Regions from separate parts of the Sus scrofa genome. Here region 1 is linked to region 2. The links are chromatin contacts, called in public Hi-C maps. All regions are on one chromosome and are shown on one strand. The core of a region is the stretch at or near the end of the contact, and the rest is flanking DNA. Distances in the headings are between cores, read along the strand shown. Region 1 has its middle 34 kb from the start of TMEM229B. Region 2 has its middle 20 kb from the start of PLEK2.

Region 1 (4,004 bases), core at 214-2,713, 71 kb before region 2:
TTCCCGCCCTGGCAGCCCGGGTTAAGAACCCGACTGCCTCGGGCTTAGGTTGCTTCGGACCTGCCCGTTCATTCCCGGCCTAGGCAGTGGGTTAAAACGATCCAGCGTTTCCACAGCTGCCGCTCTGATTTCATTCCTGGCCTGAGAACTCCCATGTGCTGTGAGTGCGGTCATCAAAACTTTAAAAAAGAAAAAGAAAGAAAGAAAAAATGAGGATAATAAAACCTATCCTGCAGGCCCGTTTCAACGAATGGATGGCACGGAACACGCTGCTGGGACATAGTGGGTCTGCAATACCTTGTAAATTGTGGCCCTCAGGTAGCTGGGAACCACAGGATACCCACAGTGGACGTGGTACAGGCGGACCGCACTACTCCTACAGGCTGGGAGGTAAGGGGTGCCAGCTAGTCCTCTCCTCCGGGCTCCTGCAGACACCTCAAACGCAGGCTGGGCGGCAGGGGCCGGGGAGGGCGGAAGAACTCTGCACTGCAGTCACCTGCGCTGCAGCCCAGATCGAGGCCGCGCTTTCAGGCGCCGGGGCGCTGCCGACTCCCGGAGGCGGGAGACGGTGGGGTCCGCGGGGCAGCGGACCCGGCGCGCAAGCGGGCCGGCGGGCGAGCAAGGAGTTAAGCGGGGCCAGAGGCAGAGCGCCTGTCAGACGCGAGCATGTGCAGTTTGCACCGCATCCGTACTATGGGTGAGTGCCGCCGCCGCCGCCGCTGCCGCCGCCGCCGCCGGCGCCTCTGTTCGGGCCGGGCAGCGGCGGCCGCAGCCCCCCGGCCCCAGCGCCCCCAGGGCGGGCGCAGACACACAATGCGGGACTAAGCGCTGTGCAGGAGGGCCAACGGTGTGGGGGAGGCACTGCCGGCAACGCGGCGCGGGGGGAGCCGGAGCGCCGGCGTGGGGGCGGGGAGCAGGCGGCGCAGGAGAGCGCCCGGAGTCCCGGCGCGGGAGGAGGAGCTGGAGCGAGAGGGGAGACAGCACTCCTGGCCGCACCTGCGCGGGGCAGGAGGCCGGCCCTGCCCAGCCCCTGCTCGCGGCCCCGGCCCCGCACCGGTAGGTGCCCCCGATGCCCGCCACGAGGCCTTTCCGCCGCAAGGAGAAGTGGCCGCGCGGGGCGGACAACGCCGAGTGAGGGGGGCGCGGGCGATGGTGCGGTGATGGGGAAGACCCTGCACCCCGGCGACCGGGCTGGGGGCGCTGCTGAATCCCGCTTTCTCTTTGCTTTCGGTTTCGAAGCGGTGCCCTGGCTCAAGAGCGAGCTGCAGATTAGGTGGTGCGCTCGGTCTTGGATTCCCTGCGGGGGATGGGCGCACAGGGGGGCGTGTTGGGGAAGGGGTGCACGTTGTCAACTTTCCCCGCCTGAAACAAAGGGGGCATCGGAGAGATGCCAGGGGACGGGGCCAGCCGGGGATCTCCGGCAGCGGAAGGTTGACACCCTCTTCTTCCTCTGAGCCGAGAGCATCCCTGAGGCCGCCTCGAGAGGGCGGAGGGGGCGTTAGTCTGGGTGGAAGCTGGAGAGGCTTGGGAGTGGGAGCCACCGACCCTCCTGAGTTTGGGGCTGAGGACTTTTCTGAAGGGGAGGGAACCGTGCCAAGATGAGACCTCTTTCCGGGGTGCATGGCAAAACTAGGTGATGGTGGACTACACACCTAGGCGTCCACCCCTCCCCGGGTCGGTGCCTTGGGGGCCCAGCCCAGCTCCTGGCTGCCAGCTCTGCATCTGCCCACCCTAATCTCCGGTCCTCTGTGGGAGATGCGGGGCTGGGATAGGGACCATTACAGCAAGGGGAGGGAGATATTGGCCTCTTTCCCGGGTGTCTTCCTTTCCCTCTTTCTAAGCCCAGTCAGAAACTGATCCCCTTTCCTTCCCTCACTGGACTATGTGTCCCTCTTTCTCCACAGTTTCCTTGAGGGTATGTTTGTTTGGTTGCCTGAGGTACAGAGCTTAGGGTGGCAGACTGTTCTGATGCCCTTTGAAGCCCTCCCAGGAAGGAAAGCCCAGGACGCCGGGGACCTGTGCCAGTGTAACCCTGGGGGCTCCACTCACCAATGCTCCTACATTCTCAGCACCCAGTAACAAATGAGCTGTTACTCTGGCCTCCAGTCTTGGGTCATCAGGAGGCCTGGCCTTTTCTCTTTGCTGTAACCAGGAAGAGGGGTCAAGGCGAGGGCTGAATGGCTTTCCCTGGTGGGGGATACAGTGTCTTTCTCTCTAGAAAACAAATGGGCCCGTTTCCAGGTTCCCGGTCCCCGACCTTGTGTCTCCAAGAACAAGGTGCCACCCGCTCTGAGCCAGCTTGCATGTGACCACCAGCTTCTTTCCTGTGGCAGGACTGCCCATTGCCTTTCTTCCTCTTAGAAAAGACAGCCCTTTGAGATTCAGGTTTTCCCCTGGTTGCAGGGCAGACCTACAGCTGCCCGTCTCTGGAGACCGAAAGCAAGGGGGCAGTGAGGGCTGGACTTCAGGGTGACTCTCCTCTCTGCTCCTGGGAATGAACTAATGATGGGAGTGGTTGGGCCGGTGGTGGGCCTGCCAGGACCCCTTGCCCTTGCCCTAGAGGCATAAAGGGATGGGCTGAGATGAGGCTTGGCCCTCCTCCCCAAGGCTTTGTATTTGGGGACAGAGATGAGTAGCTGGGGAGACAGTAGAGGCTGGACCAACTTATTTATCTGGTCCTTGGAGGGAAATGACAGGCTGATTTAGTGTTGACTTTGGCCACTTAAAGTTGGAGGGGGGGAAATTCCAGGACCAGTAAGGGATAGCAGGAAAAAATACACCCCTTGAACTTTAGCCCTCTATGACCCTTGAACTTGTGGCTGTCAGGTGCAGGTGCTAGACCAGAGAGCACCACCAACCCTACTTCTAAGACCCTTTCCTCTTTAAATGGGCCGGGTTATTATTGGCTCAGGTCGCCTTTGGGTTTATCCCCAGCTGAGGATAATGATAACAGGGGCCTGTCCGCCCCACCTCCGATGGTGAGAGAGGGGCTTTTCCATGTTCCTGCAATGTGCTGACCATAAAATGGGAAAATGATACTCCCTCTGACTTCCCCTTTCAAAGTGATGAGGCATGAATTTTTACATTTATGAAGTGACTTAAGGGCTTTGGGTTCTTGAATGAAAGATGTCAAAGGAGCTGGGAAGCCTTATACTGTGTTTATTTCACTGGGATCAGATTCACGTGTTGTAGAAAGGTGTTGTTTTGCGGGAAAGGGCTGCATTACAGCATGAGTGATCGGGAAAGCACAGTGTTGGTTTTAAAAGTGTAGTTTTTAGGCAGAAAGGCACTAGTGGGCAGCGCAGGGCGGCAAGTATGCTGTCTGCCTTTGCTCCCCAGACGCCTTAGAGCTCCTTCCCAATAGGATTTTCCCTGGTAGACAGTGTCACAGCCGGCATCTCAGGCGTGGTCACCCTCCAAGCTCTGAGAAGGATCTCTGATGATGAGGGGACGCTCTTATACGTTGAGTCCTGGGTAAGGGCAGGAAAGTGAAGCTGCTGGGCCTTATCAGCAGTCATATCAGATCTGGCTGTCCTTGAGAGAAGAGAAATCTAACCCTGGCACAGCCTGTTTTCAAATTTGTATCTCTTTACTTTCCTCTGCCCTCCTTACCACCCCTAATTTACAGACAAGGCAGTTGGGTTTTTTGTTGTTGTTGTTTTTTCCTTTTTCCGGGAACATTTCTTTTAAGGTGTGGATAATTTCTGACCTGGCAGACTCTCAGGTCCCTTTGCAGCAACACCTGCTGGGAGGGAGTGTCAGAAGGGATCCTGATGCTCTGAGCAGGAAGAAACTCAGCCTTGCTGGCACCCAGGTCTTCTGCTTACTCTGCCACCACCTCTGAGACATCAGAGGCTTTGTGTTTGAAAAGTACACTGCAAGCTGATTTCTGGGGAAGGGCTAAGAGGTGGCACTTTTTGGACTGTGGCTTCCATTGAGGGAAACTGAGTCACACTGAGCGTTAACACACTGGCTAAGGTGTGTGTGAATATCTGTGCTGGGAA
Region 2 (4,266 bases), core at 1,310-3,809:
TCGTTCATTCACATTTTTCTTTAGTCTTCCCACACTGCAGTTTTCTTTAAAAAATATATCATTTATTCCAAATCAAATTAATTCCCAACTATGGGGGGGGGATCCCTTGGGAAGGCCCGTTCTCCTCTTCCCTTCTTCCTTCCCTCTGTCTCACTGTTACTTTATTCTCATGCTCACTAAAATACAAGCATTCTGACCCAGAAGCCACGCAGGTAAAATGACACACTGCCCCCAGGCCCCGCGCATGTTGCTTTTTGGCTGCAGGCAGAAGCAGTCTGAGAGCTGCTCTGAGGTCACCCCCTTTTCCTTTCTCTGCCTGCAAGGTGGGAGGGACTGTCCTGGCACCATCTTCCTAAGGACATCACTGGTTAGGAAGACTCAGAATATGCTAGAAGTGTCATCTCTATTTATTGAACGAGGTAGGAAGATATAGAACCCCAAGTAGACTAAGTATCCCCTCAAAACTTCTATCTGCAGAGAACATCAAAATGTGACCTATTTGGAAAATAGGGTCTTTGCAAACATAATTAGTTAAAATGAGGTCATACCTGGACTAGAACAGGCCCTAAATCCAACGACTATTGTTTTCATAAAAGAGAAAACAGAGACATAGACACACACACACACACACACACACACACACACACACACACACAATGCCATGTGATGGCAGAGGCAGAGGTAAGAGTGATGATGCATCTCCAGGCCAAGGATTGCTGGCAACCACCAGAAGCTGGGAGAAAGGCCTGAGACAGATTCTCCCTCGGAGCCTCCTGAAAGAAGCAACCCTGCCAATACCTTGATTTCAGACTCCTGGCCCCCAGAAATTTTCCCCAGAGAAATTTCTGTTGATTTAAGCCACTCAGTTTGCAGTGCTGTGTTATGGCAGCCATGGGACCTAGTCCACACAGGATCTCACCCGACGTGGTCCCCACTGCGGGCATTTTTTTAAGGCCACGCATGCAACACATAGAGGTTCCCAGGCTAAGGATGGAATCAGAGCTGCAGCTGCCGGCCTACACCACAGCCACGCGGGATCCGAGCTGCGCTTGTGACCTACTCCGCAGCTTACTGCAACGCCAGATCCTTAATCCACTGAGCGAGTCCAGGGACTGGACTTGCATCCTCATGGATACTCGTCAGGTTCTTAACCTGCTGAGCCACAACAGGAACTCCCCCAGGGCTGACTTCCAGTTGTGGGATTATCTAACACAGAGGAGTGTCCTTATAAGCCGACCCCAAACAGAGAATGAACGGCCCACTGCGGAATGTAAATACTCAAGAAATCATGAGATTTCTTCCTGGTTCCTGACCAACCCCAAGTCTCTCTCTGTAGAAGGCGAGCTATTTATGGCATATTCCAAGTTCTAAGTACCTGGGACTCTTTTGCAAGGGAGGCAGGGGGATGGAATTCAAAGAGCTCAGAAACTGGGCTCAGACCACCAGGGTCTAAATCTCCACTCTGTCACTTACTAGAAGTGTCACTCTGAGCTAGGTGGCCTCCCAGTTTGTAATAGGAGACAATAAAAATTCACACTGAATGTATTTTAGCGAGTTTTTGCTGGGATCTAATGAGAGAGTTTATGGGAAGTCATTGTTTAAACCATAAAGCATTAAGCAGATGTTACTGATCAATAGTGGTGGCCTGTGGGGTGGGCAGGACAGGGAGAAAGGACAGGCGGGACACTTACTTCACTGAAGCCCTTTTGGTTCCACGTTGTATAGTGAAAATAATGTTTAAAATAGTTTAATGTCCGGAGCTTCCATTGTGGCTCACCAGTTAATAAACCCGACTAGCATCCATGTGGACTTGGGTTCCATCCCTTGCCTTGCTCAGTGGGTTGAGGATCCAGCGTTGCTGTGAGCTGTGGTGTAGGTGGCAGACGCAGCTTGGATCCCACATTGCTGTGGCTGTGGTATAACCAGTGACCACAGCTCCGATTGGACACCTAGCCTGGGAACCTCCATGTGCTGCGGGAGCAGCCCTAAAAAGACAATGAAATGAAATGAAATATTTTAATGTGCAACAAAGGAGAAAAAGTAAATAAAACTGTGTGCCTGTTTCCGTTGTCACCCAACGATGACATCTAGAGTGCGGGCCCTAACGGTCCCTGATGGAGTGGGAACCCCTATCTCCCCTGAGTTTCTGGGGTGCAGCTTCTGGGGCATGACCCAGCTCATCCTTTCTGAACCATTTTTCCTTGTTGGTGTTTGGAAACTAGAATTCGGTGTCCAGCCCTGCCATGGATTTCACACTGTCTGATTTCTCTTTTTGGAATCTGGAGAGACGAGGGAACCCCTCTTGTCAAGTGGTTGGGGCAACTTATAGAATTGTGTGGAAAGACAAAGGCATATTTGGAAAGACATTTCCCCAGAGCCTTCTGAGGTCTGGTGCTCAAGAGCAGTGCCTTAATCGGAGGCCTCCCTCTGAGGGATGGGAATGGGAAGCTCGGCCATGCCTCCACCTAGTGACATGATCTGCTCAGCCCCCTGCAGGCAATGAGAAGCCCTCTAAGGTCCTGTGGTCTCAGCTGGGTCCTTGACCCTGATTCTATGTTCCAGGGCTGTGCCTGACACACTCTGCCCCACCCCCTGCAGGTGATGAGAAAGCCTCTAGGGTCCTGATCTAATCTGGGTCCTTGACCCTGATTCTCTGTCCCAGGCCATGCCTGACACTTGTGCCAGCCCACTCCCTGCCAGGACTCCACCCCTCCCATTGTCACCACTGGCCTCCTCCAGAGCTCTACCCTTTGACCCCATCAGCACTAGCTGGTCAACAGGACACTCTACTTGGGTCACCTTTCTGACAATAAAGAAAGGCCCCCACTTCACCCCTCTTTGGGGGTTGAAAGCTTAAAGCAAGCTTTAAGTCCTTCAGCTCTGCCACACAGGCCCCCTCCTTACAAACACTGACGTTTCAGTGCACTGGGCATGCACAGGATTTCTCTAGAACCAGAGCCACTTGGCCTCGTTTTTGAGTCAGAACCACCAGGCCAGGATTCTTTCCCACTTACAACAGTGCCCTGATGTTATTCCCCACAGCCTACCTTTCCTAAGCCCGACTGTACATAAGTGAACTCAAATTGTATATAGGATTCAGGTGCTGTCCAGGCAGCCCTGGGTCAATGTCATCCAGGATGTGTGGCTGGTCGAGCATAAGAAGGGACTGGCATTCATGACTGTGGCTTGTCTCCAGGCACCTCAGCCCCAGCGAAGACACAGCCAGGCTTGCTCTCCTCTTGCAAGAGTTTAACAAGGATGCTCGTGACTCCCTCATATACGTCAACAGTTCAGAGCAGCAACTTTGGAGTCAAAGACAAATCTGGGTTCCATCCTAGCTCCGCAGTTCGCAAGCCATGCAATCTTGAGCAAGTTACTTAATCTCTTTGAATCTGTTTCTTCATTTGTCTTTTTTTTTTATGGTCTTTTCAGGGCCACACCCGTGGCATATGGAGGTTCCCAGGCTAAGTAAGGGTCCAATCGGAGCTACAGCTGCTGGCCTACGCCAGAGCCACAGCAATGCGGGATCCAAGCCACGTCTGCGACCTACACCACAGCTCACGGCAATGCCGGATCCTTAACTCACTGAGCAAGGCCAGGGATCGAACCCACAACCTCATGGTTCCTAGTCGGATCTGTTTCTGCTGCACCACGATGGGAACGCTCATCTGTTTCTTCATTTGTAAAGCAAAGATCACATAGAGCTAGGTTACAAGGATATGGAAAGAATGAAATAATGCATATAAAGGCTTTAGTGTTGGTACCTGGCATCTAGTAAGCACTTCATAAATATTAGATGTTGTTAGTAATGAAATGATCTAGTTTCTAGTCATGGCTTCAATGTGAACTTGAGCAAGTTCTCTCACTGCTGTGGGCTCTTATTTTGTATAAAGTGAGAAGCTGGGTGTTCCTCTGTGTTCCTTCCTGTTCCATGATGCTATGACCTCTTTGACCCTAATGGGGTAATGCCACCTGCCACAGGGACCACCATGAGGATGATCACATGAAGTGTCTGCCTACAGCGAGAGATAAGAGGGGCTGCCAAAAGTCTACCAGGCTTCTCCAAACCAAAGCCTGTCTGTGCTCTGGCCTAGAGCCCAGGGCAGCAGCAGGAAGGGGTCGTGGGGAGCTTGCCGCTAGGAGCGGCCTGGTAGATAACACCAGGCCCTGAAGTCTACCTGAAAAACAGAGATGCTAGGAATTCCTGCTGTGGCTCAGCGGTAATGAACCCGACTAGGATCCGTGAGGACGTGGGTCCGATCCCTT

Evidence for each region. A called contact is a pair of places that touch in the nucleus more often than the background predicts.
Region 1: a Hi-C map of liver shows a contact between it and region 2, with 3 times the contacts expected there. The contact joins two enhancer-like sites. A contact is called at or near these places in 2 of 5 promoter capture datasets (fetal liver and liver) and 6 of 47 Hi-C or Micro-C datasets (alveolar macrophages, embryonic fibroblasts, fetal heart ventricle and 2 more).

What each region holds. Positions count from the first base shown.
Region 1 is chr7:91,221,675-91,225,678 of Sscrofa11.1, reverse strand. No RefSeq gene overlaps it. Among named protein-coding and RNA genes, the nearest start is that of TMEM229B, 34 kb to the right of the region's middle. Within about 2 kb of position 1,463, at least 39 of the 83 cell types and tissues checked have an H3K27ac peak or open chromatin away from gene starts, as enhancers often do. A contact at or near this core is called in liver, where this site is marked.
Region 2 is chr7:91,151,019-91,155,284 of Sscrofa11.1, reverse strand. No RefSeq gene overlaps it. Among named protein-coding and RNA genes, the nearest start is that of PLEK2, 20 kb to the right of the region's middle. Within about 2 kb of position 2,559, at least 4 of the 83 cell types and tissues checked have an H3K27ac peak or open chromatin away from gene starts, as enhancers often do. A contact at or near this core is called in liver, where this site is marked.